Linked DNA regions of Sus scrofa: region 2 is linked to region 1. A link is a contact called in public HiChIP or PLAC-seq data. All regions are on one chromosome and are shown on one strand. The core of a region is the stretch at or near the end of the contact, and the rest is flanking DNA. Distances in the headings are between cores, read along the strand shown.

Region 1 (6,757 bases), core at 727-3,226:
AAGTTTCTAGCCAGGATTTCTTGGCTCTGAGAAAGACTCAGTGCCTGTTGGAGTCTTCTAGGCCTGTGTTGCATTTGCAGCCACCTGGCTCTGACTGGGCGACAGTTCGGCCCTCCTGGGTCAGCCCATCTCCTTCTGCTTGGCCGGCAGAGGAGGCCCTTTGTGTCGTTTGTCCTGGGGCTTGGGAGGGAGGAGGCTCCAAGTTTCTGTCCCCAGCCCTCTGTCCTGGGTTTACCGCAGCTTCAGCCCAGACTCAGGGGTGTCACTGCCTTCCAAAAGCAAGCAGTTCCTGCCTATCTGGCAAAGACAAGAATGTCAAACCTGAACAGCCCCAGCCCCTGTTTCTAAGTCAGACCTATTATACCTGTTCAGTACCTGGGCCTCTCCTGCTAGAAATTTCCAGCTGTTCTGATCTTTCGCATAAGGGCTTGGCAAGGCTGAAAGGTCTGGAAGCGAATGAATTCTGAAAGCCTGAAGAACACCAGGCCTGGGTTGGTGGGTGCCTCTCCCCCTCCCTGCTTAAGGACCCTCTCTCAGACTCCCCCTCATGTCCTACCTTTGGATTCACCTGAGGCAGAGGGCCTGAAGGGGTGCTGGGCCCTGGAGTCCAAGTTCCAGGGGAAAAGAGAGCAGTTTACCATGTGACACTGTGCCCCAGCAAGGGGCCTGAGGGTTGGATGCCCAGTATGGAGAAAGGGTGTGAGCCAAGGCTGCAGGTTCCGGGAGCCAACTTGAGAGCCTGTTTAGGACTTGGACATACAAGTGTAGAACTCAGGTGCCCCCATATGCCCTCATCATCATAGGTGACCCATGCCCTGCCTTGGTGTGAGAAAGCTGTGATTGTTAAAATAATGCATCCTTGAAGTTCTCATTGTGGTTCATCGGTTACGAACCTGACATAGTGTCCATGAGGATGAGTGTTTGATCCCTGGCGTAGCTCAGTGGGTTAAGGATCTGGCATTGCTGCAAACTGTGGCGTAGGTTGCAGATGCTGTTTGGATCTGGCATCGCTGTGGCTGTGGCATAGGCCAGCAGCTGTGGCTCCAATTTGACCCCTAGCCTGGGAACTTGCATATACCACAGGTGTGGCTGTAAAAAGAAAAAAAAAAAGTAATGCATCCTTGACAAAACTTCCTTTCTCTTCGTTCAGACTATAATGTATTTCCCGAGCTCTCCTTTGTTTTTGTTTTTGTTTTAAAGGTACCAGGATCAAAAATATACAGGTAAATACTTGAGTATTTGTAGCTTGTGTTCAGTAACTGGCAGGAGTGTAGAGAAGGAAAAAGGCATTGTTACTGAGGGTTTGCGCTTGACACTTCTTCCACTCTAGTACACGTACAGGAGATAAAGTAGGTAGTTGGAAGGATGCCCTGCCTGTGCTCCATCCTTCCAGCCCAGCATATATTTCCCGGCTCTCTTCCCCCAAGGTTGCTGAACCCCCCCCCCCCCCCAGCTGACTTCTGCCTTGGGAGTGAGGAGCTGCAGGGAATGTCCAGACTGGGGTGTATTGGTAAGTTGTGTTAGGCTTTTCCTTTGAACCCAGGCTATTCCCTGGACGGTGGGCGGAACCCAATAGTGGAGCTGCAGTTCTCCTCTGGGGCCGCGAGGGTAGTTGACAGGTCCCAATGACTGGATTTTGGCTGTCCTCTGGCTAATACAAGAGGACGTGCACACCCTTCGCCCAGTTGGGTCCTTACACCACCCCACTCCGAGGTGGACAGGGACCACCTCGCATAAGGAAATCGAGGCTCAGAGATTCCACGACTGCCCCCTTTCAGCCAGTTAAAGACCCCGCAAACGCAAGCGTCCTGTCTCCCGGGCTGAGGATCCGTCCTGACTTGGCCCTCTGGGTGTCGCGTTCTGCACGGCTCATCTGCGCCGCTCATCAGTCCCCTGGCACAGCCTTGGCTTCCCCCGCTCGGGAGAGAGAGCGGGTGTTTCTGGGCTGGGCCGGGCGGCACAGCACGCAGGGCACGGAGAGCACAGGCTGGGAGCTGGAGCCGAGGGCGGGCTCGCAGCCGGGCTGGCCTTCGCTCCGGGTGCCCCAGCTCCCGCCCGCGGGGTGGCGCCGGGAGGGCCCCGCGGCTCCCGGCGGAGGCTCGGGCCACCGCCATTGGACGCTGAGCCCCGGGTCGGGAGGGGGCGCGGGCCCAGGCGTCAGGTTACTCTGCCCAAGCGGCCGTGGGGGAGGGGCGGCTGCGGCAGCTGGCCAGGGGGTGTGGGGGCGGGGGCCTCGGGCGGAAGGACCCCCCTCCCCCCAGGACAGGCCCCATTCTTGGCCTTAAAGGGAAACCATGACCGCGCTTGTATCCAACTCCTGTAACAAACATTTGTGAAAACTCATTACGTGTCAGGTGCTGTGCTGGACTTGGGTGCGTGTAAAGTGGCATTGCTGGGGTTCTGCCCAAACTTGCCTCTAACTGAGGAAATAAATCCACACGGAAGAAGAACGCTGAAGACACCAGGAAGTAGATGATAAGGCCTGAGAAAACATGAGTAACCAAAAGTTATACGGGTTCCTGGAAAAGGAAGTCTCTCTCCTCCCCCATCCTCGGCGTAATCTGGAAAGCTGCCGCAAAGAGGCCAGGTGTGGCTGCCTTGGCACCTCCCCCAGGGAAGGGGGACCTGCCAATGGTGAGGGAGAGCCATCCCATCATGCCTCGCAGCCACTGGCCTCAGAACCATCCCCTTCTGACGCTGTCGAATGTCCCCTACCCACTCCCACTGCAGCCTGCAAGCCTGCCCTGTCTTCCCAAGAGCTCCCACTGCCTCTAGTCTCCATCTGCTCCAAGGCTAAAGCCTTCCTCCTGAAGGCTGGTCTGGCCCTCGAGGACACTGCCGGTCCACAGCCCTCTTCAACGAAGTTCTTTTCTCCTCAGGCCATGCTTTAGGACTGGAGATGACTCCTCACTCACCAGTGAAGCTTCCAATCTGCTGCTTCGCCATCTCCCTTCAAAAACCCAGCTCCGGAGTTCCCGTCGTGGCGCAGTGGTTAACGAATCCAACTAGGAACCATGAGGTTGCAGGTTCGATCCCTGGCCACGCTCAGTGGGTTAAGGATCTGGCATTGCCGTGAGCTGTGGTGTAGGTTGCAGACACGGCTCAGATCCTGAGTTGCTGTGGCTCTGGTGTAGACCAGCAGCTACAGCTCTGATTTGACCCCTAGCCTGGGAACCTCCATATGCCATGGGAGCAGCCCTAGAAAAGGCAAAAAGACAAAAACAAAAAAAACCCCAGCTCCTTGGAGTTTTCTGGTGGCTCAGCTGGTTTAAGATCCAGTGTTGTCACTGCTGTGGCTTTCATCCCTGCTGTGGCATTGGTTCTGTCTCTGGCCTGGGAACTTCCACATGCCACAGCTGTGGCCAAAAACAAACAAAAAGAAACAAAAAACCCAGCTCCTTTGAAATACGTGTCAATAATAAGGTGACACCACTTCTAGTTAGTGTCACCTTATGCTACTGGTCACTTCCTCTATCCTGTAGTGATTTCAGTACTGGGTTCTTTCTCCTCCACTGTCATCATTCTTGGGGACTTCAACATCAATGTTTATGATCTTGGCCCTAGTAATACATTTTCTGTCCCACCCTAGCCTCACCATCACACCCTAGACCTGGGAATCATGAATGTCTACATCTTCTCTAAAATCCCAGATTCAAATATCCCACTACCTGCCAGCCTGCTAACTCATTTACTCACTCTGGTTCTTCCACTAGCTCTCCTGCCTGAGACCTCCAATCCATTGCTGTATTGTTTCCTGACTATCTCCCCTCAGGTCTTCACTTAGTCAGCTGAGAGTCCACGATCCAGCATGGGAAATCTCCCTTGCAAACACTCTTAACTCCTAACACCAGTCTCTCTCCATCATAATCACCTGGCGAAAACCCAACTGTGGTTAAATCAAACTGTTTACTTCACACCTGCAACCAAGCAGTTTGCACACTGCTGAAGAAAACTGCCCAGCTACTCTCAATGGACTCACATCAAATTTATGTGCATACATTTCCAAAGGGATTTGAACTGCTGGGCAATCCTACTACCATTTCTTAGAAAATCCCTTTTCCGCTGTCTCCATAGTGCAGCAATTTCTTTCTCCTCTTCTGCATATTTTCAACCCCCCCCTTCACTGTCAGTCTGATCTCGGACTATACTTCATAGAGAAAATAGGTACAGACAGACCAACTGCCTGCTCTTCCTCCCACCAAAGCCACTAGAATGCTTGCACTCTGTGTTCCCTCCGCCCATCTGTGGCCAAGCCCTCCATCTATGTCCTGGGCCTCTTCCCCTTTCACCAGCACAAGCATTCCCTTTCTTTCATGCATCATCAATTTCTTCCTCTCTACTCTATCCTTCCTACTGAAGCCAAACAGGACTATGTCCTTCAATTTAAACAGATATTAGCCTTAAACTCCCATTTCCTTCTGCTGACTGAACCATTTTGCTGCCCCTCTTCGGAGTGAATGCTCCTGGGAGAGTTGTCTATATACTCACATTTCTCTTCCTCACCTCCCATTCTCACATCCACCGGCTCCAGGGTTTTTTTCCTTACCATTCCCTTGCAATCAATCTTAGGATGCCAAGGACCTACATCTTGACTAGATTAGTGACCAGTTCATGGTCCCCATTTCTTCTGGTCTCCCTGTGGCATTGAACATGTTTGACCACACCATGATAGATTGAATTATTGGCCATAATGCTTGTCACTCCTCCCTGAGTTCTTATTGTGTGACTCTGCAGTCCCTCGTGATTTAGACATGGCTGTGTGACCTATTTTGGATAAGTGAAGGTAGGAGGAAGTGACATGGTACAGTTCTAAGCCTACGTCTTAGGAGACATTTCCACCTGCCTACTTGTGCCAGTGTTATCACCACTGCCCTAACTGGCCTACTGGTGCAAGGATGATGAGGGATGTGTATCTAGAGGAGACTCAGGAAAGGTCAGCCTTATCCACCTGACTCCCAGATGGTGAGTAAAATAAATATTTACTCTTGTATGTCATTGAGATTTTTTTTTTGTGGTTGTTAACCTACTAATAGCTAACTGATACATCCTCCTCCTTGAAATACATCCTTTGTTGAGTTTCCTCAGAATCACCATTTTTTCTTCTAGCTTCACAGGTCATCCATCTCAGTCTTGCTTGCTTGTTTTTCCTTTACCAGATCTCTAAATGTTGTAATGGCTTCAGTCTCTGCCCTCTTTCTTTTAGTTTTACTTTTTCCCTAAGTGGAATTATCCAGGCCCATGGCTTCTGAACACTGTTTACATGCTGGGTTTCCAATTTAAATCCTAAGGAGAGATGCCCCTGAACTCCAGACTCAAGCTTGAGTACACATACCCACCTGGCGTCTGACAGGTCTTGGTGTGGCCAAACAGAACTGCTGTCTATCCCTTTCCCCCGGCATGGGCATCCTGTCCACACAGTTATCCTAAAAATGCAAGTGTCATCCTTGACTGTTCTCTTATGTCACAGGTCTAGAAACCTCACCATCCCCACAGCCACCGCCGTGCTTTTACTTTCTCTTGCCAGAATGTCTGCAACTGCATCTTCACTGCTCTGCTCTTCCTCTGCTCCTTGTCCCTGTTCTGCCAAGCCACCAGAGTAATCTTTCTAAAACGTAAGTGGAATCTCTTCTCTCCTGGCTTAAAATCCTCCAGAAGTTTCCCACTGCAACCAAAATAAAACTCACAGTCCTTATTTTGGCCATGAGGACATGATGGTCTAGTCCTTGCCTACATCTCAAGAGCCCTCGCATTCTTTTCGTTCACATTGCTTCAGCAACAGTGGCCTTCTTGGTGTCTCCTGAACTTAACAGGTGCATTCCTGCCTCAGAGCTCTTGCACTTACTATCCCTTCTGCCTGGAGCACTCTACCCAGATCTTCACGTGGCTGCCTCCTTCCTCCTCTGCAGAGAAGGTCTCAAAGAGCCTTCCCTGGCTAAATAAAGCAGCACTCACTAGCACCCCATCCCCACCACAGCTACATCACAATGATTAGCTACTTACCAACATCAGAAATTGTTTGGCTTTATTCCCTCCCATTAAGGCATAAAATCATTAAGGGCATGTTTTTGTATTTTCTGTTATATTCCCAGGGCCATGCCTTGCATATGGGGGACTCTTAGTAAATGCATGTTGAATGACTGAGGCTAGAACTGAATGGAGAAGGAAGTGACCAGCTTGATGGGGGAGGGTGTCCTAGAGGCAACTGCTGGGCCAGAGATAGGGAGGCTGCCAAATTCAGGGACCCTGAGGGGCTAGGCTGGCTACAAGGGAGGACACATGGCACACAGGAGAGCGGGAGGAGAAAAGCCTGCACAGTAAGAGGGTTTGAACACTTGAACGCTGTCACTCCAATTCCTTTGAATTAGTGGGTGCCACTGACAATTATGAATCAAGGACATGATATGTTCAAAGTAAAGGCTTTAAGATGATTAATATGGCTGAAGGGTATACATTTCTGAGTGTCTTTAACTAAGTGCTGTCCCCTGGGGGCACAGAATTTTAGAAGACAAAGACATCTAGAAGAATCTGGGAGCCCAAGGGAGCTGGGGATCTGTCCCCTTGGAGCGAGATGCAAGAAAAACCCATTATCCAACCTTTTAGGGACCAATATTGAGTTCCCAGTTTTGGAAGATCTCCCTGGGTAATTAAGGGTTTGTTGAGCTGCACAGCAGGCACTCGTACACGTGTTAGTGCGCTGGTGCCCCGTGTTCCTTACACCTTCCCCCCAACACACACGCACACACGCACACGAACAAAG
Region 2 (6,845 bases), core at 2,601-5,100, 91 kb before region 1:
TAACCCACTGAGCGAGGCCAGGATCAAACCCGAAACCTCATGGTTCCTAGTTGGATTCGTTAACCACTGTGTCATGATGGGAACTCCCAATCCAGCTCTTTTTATGTCCCGACTTACAGAGGCAATTCTCAAATACACCACCGTAAGCCTATAAAGTGAGGAAGGTCAGACTATCTTCACTTACACTTTATCTTTCACTCAATACCAGATATAAAATGAAACTACAAAAGCTAGAAGATGGCCTTCTGACTCCACAAAGGGACCTTATTAAAGCTGTCTTCAAGGTCTTTAATACTAGAGAGGAAGAAGAAAAGCCCCCCAAACTAAAACGATCGATGACAAAATACCAGCTTCTTGCTGCTGCCCTTCAAGGAAATCCTCAAAAAATAAACTGAGGACCCTCACGAGGCTTATTAAACACAAAGAGTAAAATAATCTCTCCACCAGGGGCCTGTTTCAAATGTGGTTTTGAGGGACATTGGGCACAGGAATGACCCAATCCGAGGCCTCCACAAGGCTCTTGCCCTAAATGCGGCCAAACCAGACACTAGAAGGTGGACTGTGGGAAGCCTGGGCAGCCCATTGTCTCCCCCACGAAACCCCCAGCCACGGAGACGATCAACATGCACAACTTATTGGCCCTGGCCACAGAAGACTGATGGGGCCTGAGGCCACCGGGCCCCCACCCTCTTACCACCACTCTGTTCCTCAGGTCTCTGTGGCAGTAGCAGGTAAGACTATTTCATTCTTACTAGACATGGGGGCATCATACTCGGTACTACCTAGTTTTCAGGGTATTACCTACACCTCCCCCACCTCTATAGGGGGGTAGATGGATTACCCACTGCACGTCAACAGACTGCACTTGTCATCTGCATACTCTTTGACACCACTTTTTGCCATTCATTCCTAGTTTCTCTGCGCTAACAGTACATATGCACGTCTACCAACTAACTGGACTGAATCTTGTAATTTAGCCTTTCTTGCCCCAGCCATCCAATATTCTCTAGAAGCAGATGCCATCCCAATTCCCATCTCAATTTTTATTAAGGCCAAAAAGAGCAATACATTTACTACCCCTATTGGCCAGGATAGGAATCACAACTGCAGTTGAACAGGTACAGCGGGTCTGGGAGTAGCCACTCACCGCTACTCACTGTTATCACAACAAATATCTAAGGCCCTCAAGGAAATAACTGATGATTGGCCTATTTACAAGATCAAATTGACTCCCTGGCCACAGTAGTACTACAAAATAGACAAGGATTAGACCTTCTCACAGCAGGAAAAGGGGGAGTTTGTGTCGCCCTGCAGGAGAGTTGTTGCTTTTATAAAAACAAATCAGGGAGTTCCTGCTGTGGCACAGGGGAAATGAATCCAACTCGTATCCATGAGGATGCAGGTTCAATCCCTGGCCTCGCTCAGTGGGTTGGGGATCTGGCATCGCTGTGAACTGTGGATAGGTCGGAGATGCGGCTCAGAACCTGAGTTGCTGTTGTTGTTGCTGTGGCCTGCAACTATAGCTCCGATTGGACCCCTAGCCTGGGAACTTCCATATGCCTCAGATGTGGCCCCAAAAAAGCAAAAAACAAAAACGAATCAGGACTGGTCAGAGAAGGCATAAAACGCCTAAGAGAACAAGCAACCTGGTTCCAACAACAGGGGGCCCAGGGCTTCTGGCCTTCTGCCCCCATTCACACACCTCTCATCTTTCTCTTCCTTCTCCTAATGGCTGGGCTGCCCGTTTCGTATGTTTTCTTCTTTTTTTCGGAGAACCACTGAATCAGTCACAGACAAGCGAGTCAACTTGATCCTGGCTTTACAGAACTACGGATACCACCAGATTCCCTTACCCCCCAACTGATGCCTCTGATCAGCAGGAAGAAGCTGCAGAAGAAGAGACCTTCACCCCTTTTCCTATTAAAAACAGGGAAGAATCTTAGGTGGAAACTCTGAGCAACAAAGCAGCCATAAAAGTGTCATCATGAGTTATAGATCCGCTCCAGCCCGGACTTGTCGCCACCTCAGAACACTGTCGGACAGATCCATCTGGACGGTTGAGTTCCCTAAAACAAAGATAGCCTTCCGGCCAGCTAAAGATTAAAACTGTTGGGAGTTCCCGTTGTGGTACAGTGGAAATGAATTGACTAGTAACCGTGTGGATGCCATTTCCATCCCTGGCCTCACTCAGTGGGTTAAGGATCTGGCATTGCCATGAGCTATGGTGTAGGTGGCAGACGTGGCTTGGATCTGGCATTGCTGTGCTCTGATTCGACCCCTAGGCTGGGAACTTCCATTTTCGGATGGTGAGCCCCCCCCCCCCAAATTAAACGTATCACCTTGACCAGATCCCCACCACCATCCCATAACTACGTGACTCAGTACTCAACCCCTGCCCTATAAAACCTAGCTCTCCCTGATCAGCGGGGAGCCTGAGTTCTCCATTCTCAGGGCTCCTGGCCACTCCTCTGGTCAACAAAACCTGCTTGAGACTTCACTGTTCCAATTGACCATCTTTTCTTCTCTCCTGCGGGCTAACAGAAAATCTCCGCACTCTCAATTTTGTTGCTCTAAAGTCTTTTAAAAAGGCATATAAAAATGCTTATATTCACATATGTCTTTTTTCTTAAATGTAAAGGACAGTATTTCTTTGGTCGACTCCGGAGTTTGGAAAGTGAAACTGAATAGAAACCAAGATGAAAGATAATGATCATGCTTCCTCTTTAGTGTTGACTGCAGCACAAACAACCAAATTATGAGAAATAAATTACAGTTTTAAAAAATCCCCTGTTTTAATTACTGCAAATGTTACTATGACTAGGTAAGAATTATTTTTAATCACCTATAATTACATGGATGGTGTACATCTAAAAGCGTAAAGTGTGTATCTAAAAGCCCCAATTTAAAACAAAAACAAAAACAAAAACCTAAGACAAACTTGGCTTTTGTTTGAAATGTGCAATATTTTCCCTCTACATGCTTCCTCTCTGAATAAATTTTATGGTTAGAATTGCTGTTTTTTAGCAAATGTAGAAAGCCAGCTAGAAACATCTTTTCCGTTAATTCATTGGGTTTTCCTCCTAACCAGTTTGAGCAAATTCTTGGCGAATATTTCATGAACTCACAAGAGAAGAATTTGACATGTTTAAGAGACATGTAAAATAAAGTCGTGTAGGTTTTAAAGTTTCAGAAAATTGGGAGATTCCCTGTACTGAGAGAGCTCCCTAGACCTGCAAGTAATAGTTGGAATTATGCAGGAATGAGCAAAGTAGAATTCTTGTCATTGCGTATTAGGAGCTATTCCATTCTAGGTAGGGTTTTTCGTTCCTTCCTTTACCACGGAGGAAAGGAGAGCTAGGGCTAGCTAGGTCTGCGGTCGGAGGAGTGTCTATAAATAGAAGGTGAAGTGTTCCAATACCGGGAGGGTGCGTCATAGCGTCCCTCCCCCGAGCTGCAAGCGCCTAGGCGGCCGCGGGAGCCACACCACTGCACCGGGACACTCGCCCGGCTTCCTGCTCCCGGGCAGAAGCTGGGGACCTGCGGGAAGGAGCCCAGGGAGGCGCCCAGCGGCACTCGCCTTCCCCCGCCCCCGCCTCCCCAACCTCAGGGGGCCTCAGGCCGACCCCGAGGCACAGGGTCCCAGGACCGAGGCGCCCCTGCACTATTGGCAGCCGGGCCCCGCCACCGCCCTCCAGCCTGGTGATTCCTCCACCCCATCCCACCCGCCTCCCCTTGGGCGAAAGAAGAACAATAACCCCGAGCGCGCCCGGGAAGCGGAGACTCCCCGGCGCACAGACAATGCGAGGGGAGTTCCGAGGGGGCGGCCTCCGCGCGCCGCGCGCTCCCGCGGGTCCCCGGGCTGGGCGGGACCGCGGCGGTTGCCCGGCCCCCCAGGCACAGTCGGAGGCCACGTGGAGGATATTTAGATTTGTTGAAATCTAAAAATCTCAAAAAGTGTCTGTTCAAGGCCAGGGAGAATTTCCTCTAATCTAGATGGAACCTCAGCAGGCGGTTGAAATACACAGGGACTGTGTGTGATTTGGAGCCTTTTCTATTTCGGATCTGAATCTCAAAAGTCACTTGTGGAATTTCCATAGGCCTATCTTTTCGTAAACAGATCGTTCTGGGATTCCCCACCCAGTCTCTGGTCTTACCCTGCCTGTTCTTCCAGCCTGACCCGGTCTAGATTTCAATCTCCCTCTTGCCTACCTTTCTCTTTTTTCTTTTTTCTTTTCTTTTCTTTTCTTTTCTTTTCTTTTCTCCCTCCCTCTCTCTTCCACACACATACAGTTTCGTTCCCTTTGCACCTTTTCTTGAGAGAGAGAGAGAGAGAGAGAGAGAGAGAGAGAGTGTGTGTGTGTGTGTGTGTGTGTGTGTGTGTACACGTGCGCGCGCAGATCTTGCAGTTCCTTGATTCTGATTGGCGACTCCATTGGCTTCCCCTGCCTTTTCTTCTGTGTTGGTTTTATTTCAATTCTGAGTCTTTCTTCCTTTGTTTTTCTTCCACGGTTTTGTTTTGGGTTTTTTTTTCACATTTGCACGATTTTTTTCTTTCCGTTTCCTTAAGTCCTGTCCCCTTTGGACTAAAGGGTTCCTGGAAAAAGAAAAACCAAGAGGATTTCATGGCATTTTATCTCAGGGAAATGTGTTATAGTTCCACTTTAAGAGAGTCTGGGCTAACCGGGATTTTTATACTTATATATAGGTCAAGCCATCTTAGCTGAAAAAAAGTCACATACCTCTGTAACGTCTTGGGTGCTGGGCTTGCTTACAATAAAAAGGTATGCAGGGGAGTTCCCGTCGTGGCTCAGAAACCATGAGGTTGCGCGTTTGTTCCCTGGCATCGCTCAGTGGGTTAAGGATCCTGTGTTACCATGAGCTGTGGTGTAGGTTGCAGATGTGGCTCGGATCCCTCGTTGCTGTGGCTATGGTGTAGGCCAGCAGCTACAGCTCCGATTGGACCCCTAGCCTGGGAACCTCCATATGCTGTGGGAGCAACCCTAGAAAAGGCAGAAAGACAAAAAAAAAAAAAAAAAAGGTATGCAGGGAAAAAAATAATTTCAAATTAGATCTCTGAATATGGATTTAACACAGGCACATAAAACACTTTTTTTTTTTTTTCTTTTTAGGGCCACACTCAAGGCACATGGAGGTTCCTAGGCTAGGGGTGGAATTGGAGCTGTAGCTGCCTGCCTACACCACAGCTCACAGCAACCCCTTAACCCACTGAGCAAGGCCAGAGATTGAACCTGCATCCTGATGGATGATAGTCAAATTCATTAACCACTGAGCCACAACAGAAACTCTGAAAACACTTATTTTTAAGCTAAATTTGATGATACAATATTTGAAAGTCAGGATACTGGCATCTTTAATTTACCTATTAAGCACCATCTGCTTGGTTATCTTTTTGCATTTGTTTCCATCTGTGAAATGGCTGAGCACTTGCCTCTTCTGAGTCTAGTCTGGGGTACAAAGTACAGTCCTTTATCAACTATGCAAACTAGAAACAGCTCCTAGACTTGAGACCTGAAAAAAAGCCAGGCAAAAGACCAGTTAAAATTTTAACAAAAAATTTTTGCAGCTAAAATATTTGGAGGTGAGAATGGATGTGAGTTGTTGGAGGTGAGGTAGGAGTTAGGCAATCATTACACAGGTCCAGGAGGCATTTTGCTCTGCTAGGGCTGACCCTCAGGTTGGGAGGGGCCTGAGCATAGCACTAATTAGATGACATCAGAAATGATGGGGGGGTAGGTAACCCCGGGGACCCCCAGTGGGGGAACCTAACAACATCCAAAGGAGAGGAAGGGCCCTCTGATTAAGAAAGGAGGTGAGGAGTTCCTGTCGTGGTGCAGTGGTTAACGAATCGGACTAGGAACCATGAGGTTGCGGGTTTGATCCCTGGCCTCGCTCAGTGGGTTGACGATCCGGCGTTGCCGTGAGCTGTGGTGTAGGTCTCAGACGCGGCTCGGATCCTGCGTTGCTGTGGCTCTGGTGTAGGCCGGTGGCTACGGCTCCGATTAAACCCCTAGCCTGGGAATCTCCATATGCCGCGGAAGCGGCCCTAGAAAAGGCAAAAAGACAAAAAAAAAAAAAAAAGAAAGAAAGGAGGTGAGGGTAACTGGCAGCTTTGTCCTTTTCAGAACCAGCTGTGGAGGGTGGGGTGGAGGGGGTCCTCTTCCCTCCTGCCACCACTTCTGCCTGCCTTTCTGAGTTGTCATACCCACATTTCTCCAGCCAGGGCCCAGGTTAAAGGTAAATCAAGGGAAGCTGCAGGTCATGAACATTCCTATTTGTATAAGCACCCTCACACTCTTCAAAAAAAACTGGAAGGATTTGGGGGCCCAAAGGTCAGGCCCAGCCACCAGGATTAAGACTTGAAACTAATAATGAACTTGTTGAAATTTATTTTAGGCTGGGCACTCTGCTATCGGCTTTAACACTGTATCTCATCTAATCTTCACAAGACTTTGAAGGAGATATTACTACCCTCATTTTACACATAAGAAAACCAAGGCACAGAGTAGTGGGTAAGAGCTTATTTGCCCAAAGTCACAAGGCTAGTGAGCAGTAGACCAGGACTCAAACCCTAGTCTAGCTCCGAAGCCTAAACAGGTTGGTGACAGCTCCAGATATGGGCCAGCTCTAGGTCAGCCAGCATCTGGGAAGTCCTAGACACTTACTGGGGCTTTGTATGAGGAGCCCCTGCTCATGTTTATCTAGTAATGGCTCTGGAGTCAGACTGCCTGTGTTCAAAGCCTACCTACATCCTTTCCCAGCTCTATGACTTTAGACAAGTTATTTAACCTCTGTCTGCCTCCGTTTACTTATCTACAAAATGGGGA

Evidence for each region. HiChIP or PLAC-seq counts read pairs in DNA pulled down with a chosen protein or histone mark.
Region 2: an H3K27ac HiChIP or PLAC-seq map of alveolar macrophages shows a contact between it and region 1. The contact joins two enhancer-like sites. A contact is called at or near these places in 1 of 5 promoter capture datasets (liver), 25 of 47 Hi-C or Micro-C datasets (adipose tissue, alveolar macrophages, blood and 15 more) and 2 of 2 datasets of contacts at active chromatin or transcription factors (alveolar macrophages and skeletal muscle).

The regions. Positions count from the first base shown.
Region 1 is chr3:77,072,745-77,079,501 of Sscrofa11.1, reverse strand. No RefSeq gene overlaps it. Among named protein-coding and RNA genes, the nearest start is that of SLC1A4, 110 kb to the right of the region's middle. Within about 2 kb of position 1,976, at least 58 of the 83 cell types and tissues checked have an H3K27ac peak or open chromatin away from gene starts, as enhancers often do. A contact at or near this core is called in adipose tissue, alveolar macrophages, brain and 7 more, where this site is marked.
Region 2 is chr3:77,165,381-77,172,225 of Sscrofa11.1, reverse strand. LOC102160963 (a long non-coding RNA gene) reads left to right here. Exons shown (of 4, transcript XR_002342636.1): 4 at 209-4,868. Among named protein-coding and RNA genes, the nearest start is that of SERTAD2, 24 kb to the left of the region's middle. Within about 2 kb of position 3,850, at least 82 of the 83 cell types and tissues checked have an H3K27ac peak or open chromatin away from gene starts, as enhancers often do. A contact at or near this core is called in adipose tissue, alveolar macrophages, brain and 7 more, where this site is marked.